Linked DNA regions of Sus scrofa: region 1 is linked to region 2. The links are chromatin contacts, called in public Hi-C maps. All regions are on one chromosome and are shown on one strand. The core of a region is the stretch at or near the end of the contact, and the rest is flanking DNA. Distances in the headings are between cores, read along the strand shown.

The links. Hi-C and Micro-C count contacts between places; a contact is called where the count stands out from the background.
Region 1: a Hi-C map of liver shows a contact between it and region 2, with 2.5 times the contacts expected there. The contact joins the enhancer-like site here to the promoter of ZFAND2B in region 2. A contact is called at or near these places in 2 of 5 promoter capture datasets (fetal skeletal muscle and liver), 4 of 47 Hi-C or Micro-C datasets (fetal liver, heart right ventricle, liver and 1 more) and 2 of 2 datasets of contacts at active chromatin or transcription factors (alveolar macrophages and skeletal muscle).

Annotation. Positions count from the first base shown.
Region 1 is chr15:121,335,855-121,343,265 of Sscrofa11.1, reverse strand. It overlaps PTPRN (receptor-type tyrosine-protein phosphatase-like N), which reads left to right. Exons shown (of 24, transcript XM_003133669.4): 5 at 841-1,102; 6 at 1,187-1,541; 7 at 1,976-2,107; 8 at 2,702-2,736; 9 at 3,439-3,577; 10 at 3,580-3,712; 11 at 3,885-3,971; 12 at 4,301-4,380; 13 at 4,549-4,613; 14 at 5,268-5,486; 15 at 6,201-6,401; 16 at 6,499-6,646; 17 at 6,808-6,881; 18 at 7,120-7,197; 1 more. It overlaps DNAJB2 (dnaJ homolog subfamily B member 2), which reads right to left. Exons shown (of 11, transcript XM_021074972.1): 11 at 7,339-7,396. The coding sequence ends at 7,354. Among named protein-coding and RNA genes, the nearest start is that of PTPRN, 9.7 kb to the left of the region's middle. Within about 2 kb of position 4,760, at least 5 of the 83 cell types and tissues checked have an H3K27ac peak or open chromatin away from gene starts, as enhancers often do. A contact at or near this core is called in fetal liver and liver, where this site is marked.
Region 2 is chr15:121,238,012-121,245,836 of Sscrofa11.1, reverse strand. It overlaps ZFAND2B (AN1-type zinc finger protein 2B), which reads right to left and starts at 2,721. Exons shown (of 10, transcript XM_001927706.4): 1 at 2,621-2,721; 2 at 2,417-2,488; 3 at 2,067-2,161; 4 at 1,694-1,825; 5 at 1,420-1,577; 6 at 1,066-1,161; 7 at 930-990; 8 at 781-848; 9 at 368-440; 10 at 1-137. The coding sequence starts at 2,471. The coding sequence ends at 93.

The DNA of each region.
Region 1 (7,411 bases), core at 3,511-6,010, 95 kb before region 2:
AGTGGTGGTACAGGTCGCAGATGCAGCTCAGATCCTGTGGCTGTGGTGTAGGCTGGCAGCTGCAGCTCCAATTCAACCCCTGGCCTGGGAACCTCCCTATGCCGCGGGTGCGGCCCTAAAAAGACAAAAGACCAAAAAATAAAATAAAACAGGGGTATTGGAAAATGTTTTGAAACATTTGGACATCTGACATTTTCAAAGACACATCAAACTAGTCCTCATGGAACCAAACTAGGAGTTTGTCCAACTGAAGTTGTTTAATGTTCAGTTTTATTACTATGTGGAAATGCACATGGTAGGAGGTACCATCGTCTATATGTGCTTAGGGCTTCTAAAGGCATCATTCAGTAAAGCAGGGCACAGTAAATGAAGGCTTGGGATTCAGGTGATACCAGATGAAGAAGGCAGAGTGGGGCGGTCGGGGGAGCAGAATGAGGGGTCACAGTACCGGATGTTTGAACGTGTACTTGGGGCCATGCAGGCAGGGGCAACGGGGCAAGCTGCAGCCACAGTTCATCTGGAGGCTCCCAGCTGCGTTCCCCTGCTCCCATTTGCGCCTTCTCCATCTCTAACCTCATGCTTCACCAGCTCTGCTGCTGTGTTTCAGGGACCCAGGCATGCTTACCAGGGAGGCAATGACCTCTGCCCCAAGCTTGGCCTCCAGCCTTCCTCTCACTACTCTCTCTTCTCCTGAGGCCACCTCATCTCTTCAGAGGTCAAGCTCACTCTATGCTACGCCTGACTGGTCCCACCACCTCTGCCTCATGGGCTCTACACACCTTTGCCCCACACAACCAATACACACACACACACACACACACACTTTGCTTTCCTCCCCAGATCTGGCTTGGTGCCCAGGAGACCTGGTCCCGCTGGGGAGCTGCTTTTACAGGGCATCCCCACTGGCTCCGCCCCTGCTCCCCAGCATCGGCTTCCTCGACCTCCAGTAGGTGGGAGCGGAGCTGGGGCCAGCTCCCCCCTGTCCCCTCTGCAAGCTGAGCTGCTGCCCCCTCTCTTGGAACATCTGCTGCTGCCCCCACAGCCCCCCCACCCCGCCCTGAGTTATGAACCTGCCCTGCTGCAGCCCTACCTGTTCCATCAGGTGAGCTCTGGACGCTGGCCCCACCTCAACCCCAATCCCCCAGCCCTGATGTCTGCTCTTATCTGGATCTCTGGTTTCCCACAGTTTGGCTCCCGAGATGGCTCCCGGGGCTCAGAGAGCTCACCAGGGATGGTCAGTGTCGGCCCCCTGCCCAAGGCTGAACCCCCTGCGCTCTTCAGCAGAACTGCCTCCAAGGGCATGTTTGGGGCTCACCCTGGCCACTCCTATGGGGACCCTCCAGGGCCTCCACCTGCTCAGCTTTTCCAGGAGTCAGGGCTGCTCTATCTGGCCCAGGAGCTGCAAGTGCCCAGCAGGGCCCAGGCACCAAGGCTGCCAGAGCAAGGGGGCAGCAGCCGGGCAGAGGACTTGTCAGAGGGCTACGACAAGGAAGGACGAGAGGGTCGCAGGGAGAAGCCTCCTTCCCCAGCAGAGCAGCCAGGTAACCATCCTCGGCATCCACACCCTGCTCGTGGGGCTGCTTTCTGGGGGTGGTGCCGGGAGGGAATGGGTCTTTCCTATCTACACATTGGTTAATTTGCCCTTAAAGTCATTAGTACATTTAGCTGATGTCTTCCAACCAGCTGCTCTATGCCAGGCACTAGGTAGGCAGTGGGGATATAGTAGGAGGTGGAGCTGACATGTTTCTTCTCCACCTGGGGAATCAAGGAGTCCCTACTGGGCTTGAAGTTTGGTCTTGGCCCCAGGAAGATCTTTCCTCCAAAGCGTGGACAAGGGTGGGAAGGGGAGGGCAGCAGTGTCCTGGTGTTTAAGAAGAAGTTCTTAAATGTGCCAGTGCCCTCCCACCCCCCAAATGCATCCCCAAGTTCATCTCGACACCAGCCCTAAGCTCTATGTGTGTCTGTCTCCCAGCAGACGCAACTCTGCAGAGACTGGCAGCAGTGCTGGCGGGCTACGGGGTGGAGCTGCGTCAGCTGACGCCTGAGCAGCTCTCCACCCTCTCGACCCTGCTGCAGCTGCTGCCCAAGGGCTCAGGACGAAATCCGGGTGAGTGTCCAGGCAGAGAGACCAGCAGCTGCAGCCCCACAGAGGCCTCTTGCCCCACTTCTCAAGGCCACAAGAAGCAGCCTAGAGGGGAAGGTCCAAGGTCAGGGAGGGAGTTCTTTTGAGATATGGGGTCATTACCAGCCAAGGGCAGGGGGTGAAGGGCGAGGGATGGAGAGCTGAGGAGTTAGACCAGGAATGGCCTGGAGGATGGAAGTAACAAAAAGGAAGCCAACATGTCAACAGGAGGGTGTGAACTGGGATCAGGAGGCACTGAGAAGGCTGGTGGAAGATAAGAAGGACCTAAGAAGGGGCATGGCCAATGGAAAGGAGAAGCCAATGATAGACCAGTAGAGGGAGGACCGAACAAAGAATAGCTTTGAGAGGCGAGGCCAAAAAACAGAGGGTGGATTTGATAAAACAATGAATTGCAAGGCAGAGGCACAGATCCTCTTAGGATGAGGCCAATGACACTGTGGGGAAAGAGGCCACAGCAGATGCAACAGGCTCAGGGCCTCTGGCCCTTTCTCCCACCTGCGCTGTGTGGACCTTGGCCTTGGCGCTTTGCCCAGATTCTTGTTTTTCCTGTCTCTGCAGGAGGGGTTGTAAACATCGGAGCTGACGTCAAGAAAGTGAGTTTGCGGCACTTCCCTGACCCCCAAGTGCCCCATGGCAGCAAAGCCCCTTGGCCGAAATCTAAACCTTAGGATTAGCACCCAGAATCTGTATCCTCCAAACCCTGATTTTAGGGGGACCAAGGCCCAGAGGCTGCAAGTCATTGTCTAAGGTCTCACGTCAAGTGGAAGACAGCTGGGACCAGAAGCCAGAATTCTTGATTCACTGCGTTTTCCATTGCAGTCATTTTGGACCACACTCTGAGGGTCCCTAGGGATAGGGGGAGACTTGAGCAGGCAGGCTCCTGACCCCCGTGCAGCTTGAGGCAGACTATCTCTTTCACATGTTGGACTTCTAAGATTTTGTGGCTAAACAAACATCAAAAAACCATTACCTGCCTGTTCATCTTCTCCCCTAACCCCAGCTTTCCTCACTCCAGACCTTCTCCTCCCCACTCCAGCCCCATCCTTTGAATTATTACTGATCATGACTAATCCCTCATTCAGTCCTTTATTCATTCACCCATCCATTCATTCATTCATCCACTTGGCTCCTTTTCCTGGATGCCTTTCTGTACCCAGTGCTAACCTGGACGTGGGGATAGAAAGAGAAACAAGTCCTAAGTGCCCCTGTGGGAGCTCAGGGTCCGGGGTGTGGACCCCCTGCCCCCAGCGCCTCCACTGTCCAGAGACCATACCTCTCGCCTCATTCCTTAGCAGACAATGGAGGAGCAGGTGCAGAGCATAGACACAGCCGAGCCTCCACCTGTCACACCCTCCCTGCCTGGATCCCCCACTGCTGGTCCCACCTCCAATAAAGCCCAGCAGGACCTGAGCTCTGGATCCTCTGAGCCTCCCAAACGGCCAGCCCCCCTGCCACACCCATCCTGCTGGAGAAGAAAAGTTCACTGGGCCAGAGCCAGCCCACGGCAGCAGGGCAGCCCTCAGCTCGGCCATCATCAGAGGAATATGGCTACATTGTTACCGACCAGAAGTAAGGGCTCTGGCCTGGGGCAGCCTCCCAGTCCCCTGGAGGGTCAGGGTGGCCTGCCTGGCAGGAAGCAGAGAGCAGAAGTGCAGATGTGAAGTAGACGGGGGGTGGGGGTGGGTGGGGGGTGGCCAAGAGAGTCCCCACTGGCGTCTGTCTTCCTCCTCCCCACCTCCAGGCCCCTGAGTCTGGCAGCAGGAGTGAAGCTGCTGGAGATCCTGGCTGAGCACGTGCACATGTCCTCAGGCAGCTTCATCAACATCAGGTGGGGCTGGTACCTGGCTGGGCAGCAGGGATCTTGCAGGTAGCTTGATGGGGGAGGTGGCTGGAGGGTCTCAGAGAAGGAGGGTAGGACAAGCTCTGGGTAAAGGGCCAAGGTCGGGTCAAAGATATTTGCAGCTGCACTGAAGGTACAACCACATTTAGTCCTGCTGCTGACCCAATCTGGTATCTCCCCAGCCTCAAACACCCCTGTATGGCACCTCTGATTGGTTTTAGCCCCATCTTCTAATGGGGAGAGGGCCAGAGTGGACCTCTCACTTTGAATCTGGGGTCTGTGGCTGGTGAGGCGGTAACATACCTCCTCTTCGGCAGTGTCGTGGGACCAGCCCTTACCTTCCGTATCCGGCACAATGAACAGAACCTGTCTTTGGCTGATGTGACCCAGCAAGCTGGTAAATACTTCCTGGCCCAGCCCTAATAGAATATACCCAGGCCTGTGGCTGATGCGCCCATTGAAATAGTCCCAGCCCACATGGGTCCTGCCTGCTCCCTGGCAGAGCATGACATGGGGTGGAGACCACACGGGGCTGGAGAGAGTCTGACCTTCGGCCTCCCTGCAGGACTGGTGAAATCTGAACTGGAAGCACAGACGGGGCTCCAGATCTTGCAGACAGGAGTGGGACAGGTATGAGCTCACTGGAGAGTCATTCAAAGCCCCACTAGAGATGAAGGCAAACTTGACAGGCGAGCAGGAGCTGAAATATATCTGGCTGGTCCACCACTTTGCCAAAGCAGCCCTCCCCATGCAGTTCTCCACATGACCAGCAGATGACCTCAGCGGCTCCTGCTCCCTGTAGGTCCAGCCTTCTGTAGGAAGGTAGCATGCCTGGAAGACCTATCCTGAGCTGTCCATAGATCTTCTGGAGCAAAGTTTCTAAATTTGAAGGGGAAACCTTACACAGAAAGGACATTAAACTCAAAATATGTTTCTATTCGGCATCCAACCCTGATGCCTCACATTCTACTCTTTGACCCCTTGGATCTCGCTATATTTTTCGATATCCATTTTTAAATGCAAACTCCTAGGTAGGGTCACCTGCTAAGTCTCTGGAAATGCAGTGTGCTTGACTTGGTCCAGTGAGGATTGAGAATGAGGGTCTCGGGTCTATCTGAGTCCTTCTGCCCGTACCACCTTGCCCCTGCCTCCCAGCTCTGCCCCAGGAGATACCCTCGCAGGGAGTATGGCGAGGGACAGGAGTGAGAAGCTGCTGCTAAATCCATGCCTCCCACCGCCACCACTGCCACTGCCCCTCTTGATTCTATAACCTTGTTCCCACAGAGGGAGGAGGCGGCCGCCGTCCTTCCCCGACCGGTCCACAGCCCCTCTCCCATGCGCTCCGTGCTGCTCACTCTGGTGGCCCTGGCGGGTGTGGCCGGGCTGCTCGTGGCCCTGGCAGTGGCTCTCTGTGTGCGGCAGCATGCCCGGCAGCGGGACAAGGAGCGCCTGGCCGCCCTGGGACCTGAGGGCGCCCATGGTGACACTACCTTCGAGTACCAGGTGTGCATCCCTAAGAGCTTGTTGATGAGAGTGAGTGGAAAGGCTTGGGAGAGTGGTCTCACATGGGATAAGGGTGGGGAATTGGGTGGGAATGAGCGCCCATCCCTGGGAATGTCCAGGCAGAGGCTGGAGAAGCCCCTCTGGGGGTCTTGTGGGGGTGATTTGGAATGAATGGAAATTGGGACCAGATGGTTCCTGAAATTCTCTCCCAGGCTACAATTCTGGGGTTCTAGGATTCTGCTCTGTAATACCTGAGGTTGCCATAGGCACCACCCAAGCAGTATAGCCCTGAAAAGGATGAGAGCCAGGGCAGAAGACCCTACCCTGGAGGAGATGGGTCCATTCAGAATCAATCAAGGATGGAGTTCCTGCTATGGTCAGCAGTAACAAACCCAACTAGCATCCACGAGGATTCGGGTTCAGTCCCTGGCCTCGCTCAGTGGGTTAAGGATCCAGCATTGCCGTGTGCTGCGGCACAGGTCACAGATGTGGCTTGCATCTGGGGTTGCTGTGGTGGTGATATAGGCTGGCAGCTGCAGCTCTGATTCGGCCACTAGCCTGGGAACTTCCTTATGCCGTGGGTGTGGCCCTAAAAAGCAAAAAAAAAAAAAAAATCAATCAAGGACAAGTCCAGGGACTCTGTTGAACTGAGCTCAGGACTCTGTTGAAAAGGCTTCAGGGGACCTTGGGCCGTGCCCGATCCTTCTTCTGCAGGACCTGTGCCGCCAGCACATGGCCTCAAAGTCCCTGTTCAACCGGGCAGAGGGTCCACCGGAGCCTTCTCGGGTGAGCAGCGTGTCCTCGCAGTTCAGCGACGCGGCCCAGGCCAGCCCCAGCTCCCACAGCAGCACACCGTCCTGGTGCGAGGAGCCCGCCCAGGCCAACATGGACATCTCCACGGGACACATGATTCTGGTCAGGAGAGGGTGTGGGCGTGGGGTGAGGGGACAGGAGGGCAGGAGGGACATGGCAGGTCGGGGGGGGCCAGCGCCAGGCTGTGGTGTTCCTGCAGGCATACATGGAGGACCATCTGCGGAACCGGGACCGCTTGGCCAAAGAGTGGCAGGCCCTGTGTGCCTACCAAGCGGAGCCCAACAGCTGTGCCACCGCCCAGGGGGAGGGCAACATCAAAAAGAACCGCCACCCTGACTTCCTGCCCTGTGAGTGAGTTCTGCTGGCCCACCCAGCCCAGCTCTCTGTCTGCTGGGAGCTCTGATGGGCTTGGGGGAGGGACTGGGCTCCTGGCTCAGGCTGAGCGGCAGAGGTGCCAGGACCCCAATGACTGGAGGGGCCTCTGGGGTGGGATGCGGGGTCTGTGCAGATGACCACGCTCGCATCAAGCTGAAGGTGGAGAGCAGCCCTTCTCGGAGCGATTACATCAACGCCAGCCCCATTGTGAGTGGCCTGGCTCCAGCCCCCACCTCCTCCCCGCTTTCATCCGGGCCCCATAGACTCCATGTCCTTAAGGGTCACCACCACCCCACCCGAGGCCCTGGAATTGTGGGCCTGATATCCTAGCATGGAAACTGGGGTTCTCAGGCACCCCCCAGACCCCCGGCCTGCTCCCTCTGACCAAGTCTCTCCACAGTGGCAATTCCCATTCTGGCTCAGGATGTATCTTTCCTGCCCCCAGATTGAGCATGACCCTCGGATGCCAGCCTACATAGCCACCCAGGGCCCGCTGTCGCACACCATCGCAGACTTCTGGCAGGTGAGCTGTTGGAGGGAGGGCTTCTCCCAGGATCAGGGGCCCTTATGGGCAGCCAAGGAGGTTAGAATGGAGCTTACCTGGGTCTCTGTCCCTAGATGGTGTGGGAGAGTGGCTGCACCGTCATTGTCATGCTGACCCCGCTGGTGGAGGATGGCGTCAAGCAGTGCGACCGCTACTGGCCAGATGAAGGCTCTTCCCTCTACCATGTGTATGA
Region 2 (7,825 bases), core at 1,472-3,971:
CAGGCTGCTCTGGGCCTCCTCTCCCTGTGGACCCTAGAGGTACGAGGGCCACAGTCCTCCTCAGCTGAGCCTCCCTCCCCAAGCCCAAGGCCCTAGCACAGGGTGCAGTTGGACGGCTTCAAGCTGCGGCTTTGAGCCTGGAGCAAGAGGAGGGAAAGGAGAGGAAGACAGGGAGCGGCGTCAGGAAAATGAGGGTGGACAGTCCTCAGTGCAGAGCTCAGCATGGGCTGGAGTCATAGTGAAAACCAAAGGATAACCATCCTTCCAAACACTACCCCTTGGGAGAACACCCTCCCCCCCCCTCCCCAGCCCCATAAACTCCTGACTTCCTCCCAGCACAGGCCGTGTCTCCACCCCCTCCTCATACCTGCTGCTGTCGGTATTCTGCCTCGCTGGCTGATAGTGCTTGTGCTAAAGCTAAATCTTCTTCCTCCTGAGAACTGGGAGGGAGGAACAGCTTCAGCTGGATGACAGTATCTAAAATGTATCTAATGTATCTTTAGACAGTATCTAAAACAGCATCACTGTTGGGAGCACTTCTGAGTTTTCTATCAATTTTCAGAGCAACCCTACAAGGTAAGGAGGAATACTGTCCCCATTTTATAGGGGAAATTAAGACCCTAATGGGTTAAAGAACTTGTCAAAGGCCATACAGTTCAAAAGCTTCATTCTGAGTCCAAGTTCCTATTATTCTGCATCAGCTGAGAGTGGGCCCACCTACCTACCTCCAAATGGAGCCCTTACCCACATCCCGCCCCCTTTTCACCTGAGAGCAGGTACCTTGGGACCTGGGGTTTGGTCTCTGCCAGGGAGAGCTCCAGGGCTCGCTGCAGAGCCTCATCCTCACTCTGCAAACAGAAAAATAAGACCAGTTGCCTCCGACTTTACTCTGGACTTGCTTCGGTCCACCTAACCTCTGCCCGACTCACCAAGCCATTCTGCAAAGCGATCACTGGAGGGGTGGTCCGGGATGGAGACTGGGTTGTGGCTCTACGGCAAACATTCAAGAGGCTGAGGTCAGAGCTGTGAAGGGAGGAAGGGGGAAGGGGAAAGAGGTAGGCTTACCTGCTGGCAGAGGTAGATGAAGGCAAGGTCTGGTTTGGGCTGGGGATGGTCTTTGCAGAAGCAGCTAGGCTTTGTGCTCTGGAGATGGCAGCAAGTCTGCAGGGAAGAGACACTCTTGGCATGCCTCCAGGCACAGCCAGCTTGCATGCTCCTCCAAGGCCTGACCCAGAAGTCAGGAGGGGAGCTCCGCCGAAAGGTCAGGAAAGCATGCACTTGAAAAGGAAATAAAGGACTCCCCTAGCCAAAAGGGACAGGGTGAAGCGTCCCAACTATAATGACAGAGGCTGAGTCAGTTCCAAAAGGAGAGGATGTTCCCAGACCAAAGGCAGGCAGAGAAGACTCAGTTGCGATTACCCTGCCCTACTAGTTGGGTGCCCGTGCCCCTCCCCAGAGCAATCATGGTCCAGTGGGTGACGGTGCTTGATGCAAAAGTTTCGGCCACAGCGTTCACAGGTCAGTTTCATCATTTCCCGCTGCCGGCAGCCAGAGCGTTCACATCTATTGGTGAAGATCTGAGGTGGGTAGGAAGGATTGTCTATGCTGAGACTCTGATCCTCCTTCAACCCCATCCTAAGAGTCGTTCAAGTTTCTAGGCATCTGTAGGCCCAGCTGACCCTCCAACACTTACCTTACGTTTTTGCTGAGCTGGATCAGAGCGACAGTCTCGGTCAATGTGCTCCCCAACAGCACGGTCAGGGGGCTCTCCTCTGGCCACAGGTACAGGCACGTTACAAAGTGGGCATACAGGTACCTGGATGTCCTAGAGTTAGGGAGAAAGAGTCAGTCTGTGGCTTACTACCAGTGCAGCCAAATCCCCAGTCCTGAAAGAACCTGGATATGCCCCCCATCAATACAAAAGGAAATACGACGTTCCCCGCACTGAGCCTCAGAAAGGAGAGGAAATGGAAGGCAGAGGGATTAAGGAGATTCTGTAGGCATCCTCAACCCCCCCACCCCCTTTCACTCTCAGACCGCCCCTCTCCCTCAGACCGCCCCCTCACCTTTTGGTAAGCGGATGCACAGTGATGCTGGGCATAGGCCACATGGTCTGCGCAGAAAATGCCCGAGCAGGCGTCACACTTAAGCGGCAGAAAATCTGCAGGAAGTGGGTCGGGTTGCAGGTCCAGCGGGACCTCGATGTCGTTCCCGCTCACTCAAGCCTTCCACCCGGGGAGGGAAAACGCTACGGTACTTGGCAACGCACTGCAACCCAGTCCACAGCCTCCTTAGCCACGCCCCCAACTCCGAGCCACGCCCTCTGGCACTTCTGGCCCTGGAGCTCACCCTTTCCGCAGTTTCTAGCCCCTCTGCCCGCCCCGCCCCCCGCAGGCTCCGCCCCTCACCCCCTCACCCAAGCGCTGACAGCTCGGCTCCGAACAGTGAGCCCCCAGGTCCGGAAACTCCATCGCCGGGCCGGGCGGGGCTGCTCGGGTGGAAAGGAGAGAGAGGCTGAGCAACTCTCGGGCTCCCCTTCCGGGTCCGAACCGCGAGCCCCACTCTTAGGTGGGGGGCTCCCTGTCCCGCCCCTTCCTCTCCCCCGCCCAGCCCGGGTTACCGGAGCCTCAGCACCTCCCGGGCCGCAGCTCCCACTCCTCCCCTGGCGCGAGCGGGCGTGCTGACGTCATCGCGCAGGGCGGGCACGACCAGCTCAGCCTCCCGGGGGGCGGGGGAGCGTCCCGTAGAGCAGATCCCCGCCCCACTGGGCTCCCTCCCCCGGGCAGGGAGCTGGATAGTTGGTCTTGGACGTTCTAGTGGGTGGCCCGGCATGAGTTGGCGACCCAGGGCGCGGGTCTGGCTCCACTAGGGGAGAAGGGGCCGGCGAAGGCTAGGACGCTTGACATTCTGGAGGGCTGGGGTAGTTTGGGGTCTTTCACGGTTGGGTCTTTCACGATTGGGTCCTTCACCTGCTGTTTACACCTTCCCCATAGCCATTTGGTTCAGGGCCACTGCTGTACTTATTCAACTCGAGCTGACGACTTCCTGTTTCTCTGAAGTACAGATTTTCTTTCCAGAGCTGTAGCTCCTCCAGGTTTAGTTTCTTCCTTTCTTTTTTGGGGGGTGGGAGAAGGCGCACCTGTGGGTTATGGAAGTTCCCAGTCCAGGGGGTCAAATGGGAGCTGCAGCTGCCGGCTTATGCCAAGAGCAACGCCAGGTCCGAATTTGAGACCTACCACACAGCTTGGGGCAACCCGGATCCTTAACCCACTGAGCAAGGCTAGGGATCCAACCTGCATCCTTATGGATACTAGTGGGGCTCTTAACCCACTGAGACACAATGGGAACTCCCTCCAGGTTTAGTTTCCATGCCTTTCCTGTACGATTTCTATGATTCTCCCCAGTTTGAGCTAAGCTCATCTCTTTTGTGGTCTCCCTGGTTCTGTTCTAGCACCACCCTACCACCTTACTGTGATCAGCTGTTCCCTCACTTCCCCACCACCTCAATAAATATACTGGGAAGTTAGGGACCAAGTACCTTGCATTGTGTTAGACCCCAGCACCCAGCACAGTCCCTGGAACTGTGTGGTTTTCAGACATCAACGTAAATCTGAGTCACCTACAGAACTAGTTTAAAATACCAATTTATCTGAGTTCCCTGGTGGCTCAGTGGAACCCAGCCTTGTCACTCCTGTGGCTCGGGTCACTGCTGTGGTCTGGGTTCTGTCCCCGATTGGGAACTTCTCCATGCCATGTGTGGTCACAATAAAATTAAAAAGTAGGAGTTCCCATCGTGGCACAGCAGAAACGAATCTGACTAGGAACCATGAGGTTTCAGGTTCCATCCCTGGCCTCGCTTAGTGGATTAAGGATCTGGCATTGCCGTGAGCTGTGATGTAAGTCGAAGCCACTGCTCGGATCTATCGTGGCTGTGGCTGTGGTGTAGGCCCACAGCTGTAGCTCCAATTGGACCCCCTAGCCTGGGAACCTCCATATGCCGTGGGAGTGGCCCAAGAAATGGCAAAAAGACAAAAAAAAAAAAAAAAAAAGATAACCAAAAAGGACCTACTGTATAGCAGGGAACAGCACTCAGTATTTTGTAATAATTTACAAGGGAAGAGAATCTGAAGAATTTTATATATATACACATATGTGTACGTATATGTATAACTGATCAAATGCTTTAATCTGAAACTAACACGATACTGTAAATCAACTCTACTTCAATAATTAAGTTATTTTTATAATTTTTTTTAAAAAAGCAGATTCCTGAGCCCCACGGCCTTCTCAATAGGAAGCATAAGAGAGAATTGTGACAAAGATTGTCCGTGTACTACACTTTTTTTTTTGCCTTTTTAGGGCCCCACTCACAGCATATGGAAGTTCTCAGGCTAGGGGTCTAATTGGAGCTGTAGCTACCCGCCTACATCACAGCCACAGCAACACCAGATCCAAGCTGCGTCTGCGACCTACACCACAGCTCACGGCAACGTGGGATCCTTAACCCCCTGAGAGAGGCCAGGGATTGAACCCACATCATGGATACTAGTAGGGTTTGTTACCATTGAGCCATGACTGGAACTCCATACACTTTAGAAAAGATGCCTAGAATATTCTGAATGCTTGTTCACTATTTCTTGAAGCTTTTTTTAAATTTTTTATTTTTTTTCATTTTTTGGTCTTTTCGCCATTTCTATGGTCACTCCCGCGGCATACGGAGGTTCCCAGGCTAGGGGTCAAATGGGAGCTGTAGCCACTGGCCTACTCCAGAGCCACAGCAACTCGGGATCCGAGCCGCATCTGCAACCTACACCACAGCTCACAGCAACGCCGGATCCTCAACCCACTGAGCAAGGCCAGGGAGCGAACCCGCCACTCATGGTTCCTAGTCGGATTCGTGAACCACTGAGCCACGACGGGAACTCCTGTTCACTATTTATTGAATGATACTAAGGAGTCACCGAATTGATGTTCTGCTTTACCTTAGGGAAGCCCAGGTTGAGACCTTCCACTTCCACACAGACTCACACGCCTCTTGGTCTCTCATGGATAGGCTTGGTAGCAATCTTACCCTCCTGCAAGTTTGGGCATGGGGACAGTAAACAGGTGAAATAGAGTTGACCAGTGTTCTCCCAAATGGAGGACAACCAGGCTGCAATTGGAAATGAGGAGACAGCCTTCTTCTCTTCTTCTCTGCCTCCAACTTTTGGCTCTGTTTCCGTCTGTGTCTGCTGCGTATTTCCGCCCTTACAGTTCTAAGGCCAGGGGCACCGTGCCCAATTGCCTTGATTTGGGTCATCTGCGAAGCTCTGACCTATGGCCCAGGGGCCAGAGTGTGTGATGTTCTGATTAGTCCAGCCTGATGTGGCTGTGGCACAGGCTGGCAGCTACAGTTCTGATTCAACCCCTAGCCTGGGAACTTAACATATGCCACTGGTGTGGCCCTAGAAAGACTATATAGATATATAACTTTCCAATATAGCGCTGAAAGGATAAAAATGAGAACAGCCATAAAATACTCAGAACAATTTGTTAAAGAAAAAATGCTGACCTTAGCTATGGGAAACACCTTGACCGGGCTCTATTAGATTCGTGTTTGGAACACCTTTGGCCAAACCTTTAGGGAAACTCTGGCAGCTGCTTCCCTGAACCCATTCTCACACCCTGGGGCCTGGGCAGCCATGTCTCTGCCGCTGCCAAAAATGATTGGTCCAGGAGTGGTCTTCTGACTTCTATTGGGTACCTAAGCTGTGTTCCCCCCGCAACCTGAGACAATGACCTGAGTGCAGATAATTCATGTAAGAGGTGATCCCAGCCAGAGCAAGAAAGTCCAAAGAAGGGAGACAGGGAATGAAGGAAAACTGATAAAAACTGTTATTGAACTGATTGCTTCTGTGATAATAGGAGCCCAATTCCACGGGAAACTCTAGGAGGAAATATATACAAATATCCCTCCAAATTGTCCTTCAAAAGGAAACTAGGGTGATTCTTGTCTTTCCTAAATTGGGGGTGGCTGCTGGGGGTGATAACTCCTTCATGTCCACCTTGCACAGCCAACCTGCACCTGCGTGCAAGCTGACTGAGCTATGGAGGCTTTGGGAAAAGCCTTGAGGCAGAAATACTGATGCTGGCTAGGCTTGGAGGGGGGAAGGTATCAGGGCTCATAGGAATTTTCTGTCCACATTGACAACTGAAGTCCGGATGTGCCAAGCAGATGTGGCACAGGGCACCAAGAGCATTTGATATGTCTGGCCAATCAGATTCTTTCCTGGGAATGCGAATTGAGGCCAAAAGAATCAGTGTTCATAGAACCACTGGACCTGTAACATATAAGCCATACGACCATACTGGTGCTCTGACTGAGGATAGGAAGGATTGTTACTTGTAATACTCTGACCAACAAGACAGAGTCAGCCTCACAAAAAGATGAATCTTATAGTTTCCACACATGGGTTTCAGTCATATCATTACTTTTTGTCTCCTCCCAAAGTCCACAACCCCCAACAAAATGACGGCTAACTGCCATTATTTCATTAGTTTCATTTTGTCCCTTTTAAGATAGTGATAAGTCACCCCATTAGATTCTTTGTCAGACTCTCTTGTCACACCCTGAAATCAGGCAGTTGACTTGCAGGAGACTCTTGTGCCAGGTGGACACCTAAGGGGCCTCAGCCATGGGGATTCAGCTTGGCCTGGGCGCTTTAGAAAGGACAAGTGTTGGAGTTCCTGTCATGGCTGAGCGGCTAAGGAATCTGACTAGCATCCATGAGAATGCAGGTTAGATCCCTGGCCTTACTCAGTGGAGTGGGTTAAAGGTCCAGCTTTGCTGTGGCTGTGGTGTAGACCAGTGGCTATAGCTCTGATTCGACCCCTAGCCTGGGAACCTCCACATACCATGGGTGAGGCCTTGAAAGAACAAAAGAAAGAAAGAAGGAAAGAAGAAGGGAAGGAAGGAAAGAAATTAAGAAAGAAAGAAAGAAAGAGAAAGAAAGAAAGAAAGAAAGAAAGAAAGAAAGAAAGAAAGAAAAAGAAAGAAAGAAAGAAAGAAAGAAAGAAAGAAAGAAAGAAAGAAAGAAAGAAAGAAAGAAAGGTGGGAGGGAGGGAGGGAAGGAAGGAAGGAAAGAAAGAAAGGAAGAAAGGAAGAAAGAAAGTGTTGAAGAGCTTGCTATTTGTGAGTTCCAAGTCTGCATATCTGTGAAACCCAACATCAGTTCTGTTAGATTTAATCATAAGACGTTGCTAATAGTTAACTATTTTTTAACTTATAACAACTGCGGTTTCATATGGTTTAATCTAGTCTAAGCAGCACAGGACACAGGCAGGAGTTGTTTTTATTTGATCCTCAGCCCGCTGGGTTTTGGAGCTTAGCTATAAAGACAAACATTGTCTGAGCGTATGTTTTAAAGTCCACACACCTTAAAATCAGATGCGTTAAACATCTACGTACCTTGGCCCTTCAAACTTGTGCCATGTTCTAGTAACAATGTCTAAGGAGAGGGTATTGGGCAGGATATAGGGTAAGCTGCCATAACAGGGCCTCAAAAACAGTGGCATAAACAAGAAAGAAGTTTAAGTTCTTGCTTATGTAATAATCCAGGCCTTGTACGACAGTCCCTGTTGGGGACTTGGGCACCTCCCGTTTTATTGCTTCACCACCCCTAAGGGGGTGGCTTGGTCTGTGTGGTGCCAAACGCATCCTTGTTCTAGGCATCAGAATGAGGAAGGAGGAAAAGACAGCATTCCCCATGCCGCTGCCCCACCCCGCTGCCCCACCCACACCCACACCCACTTAAGGGTATGACCCCGAATTTGCATATATCACTTC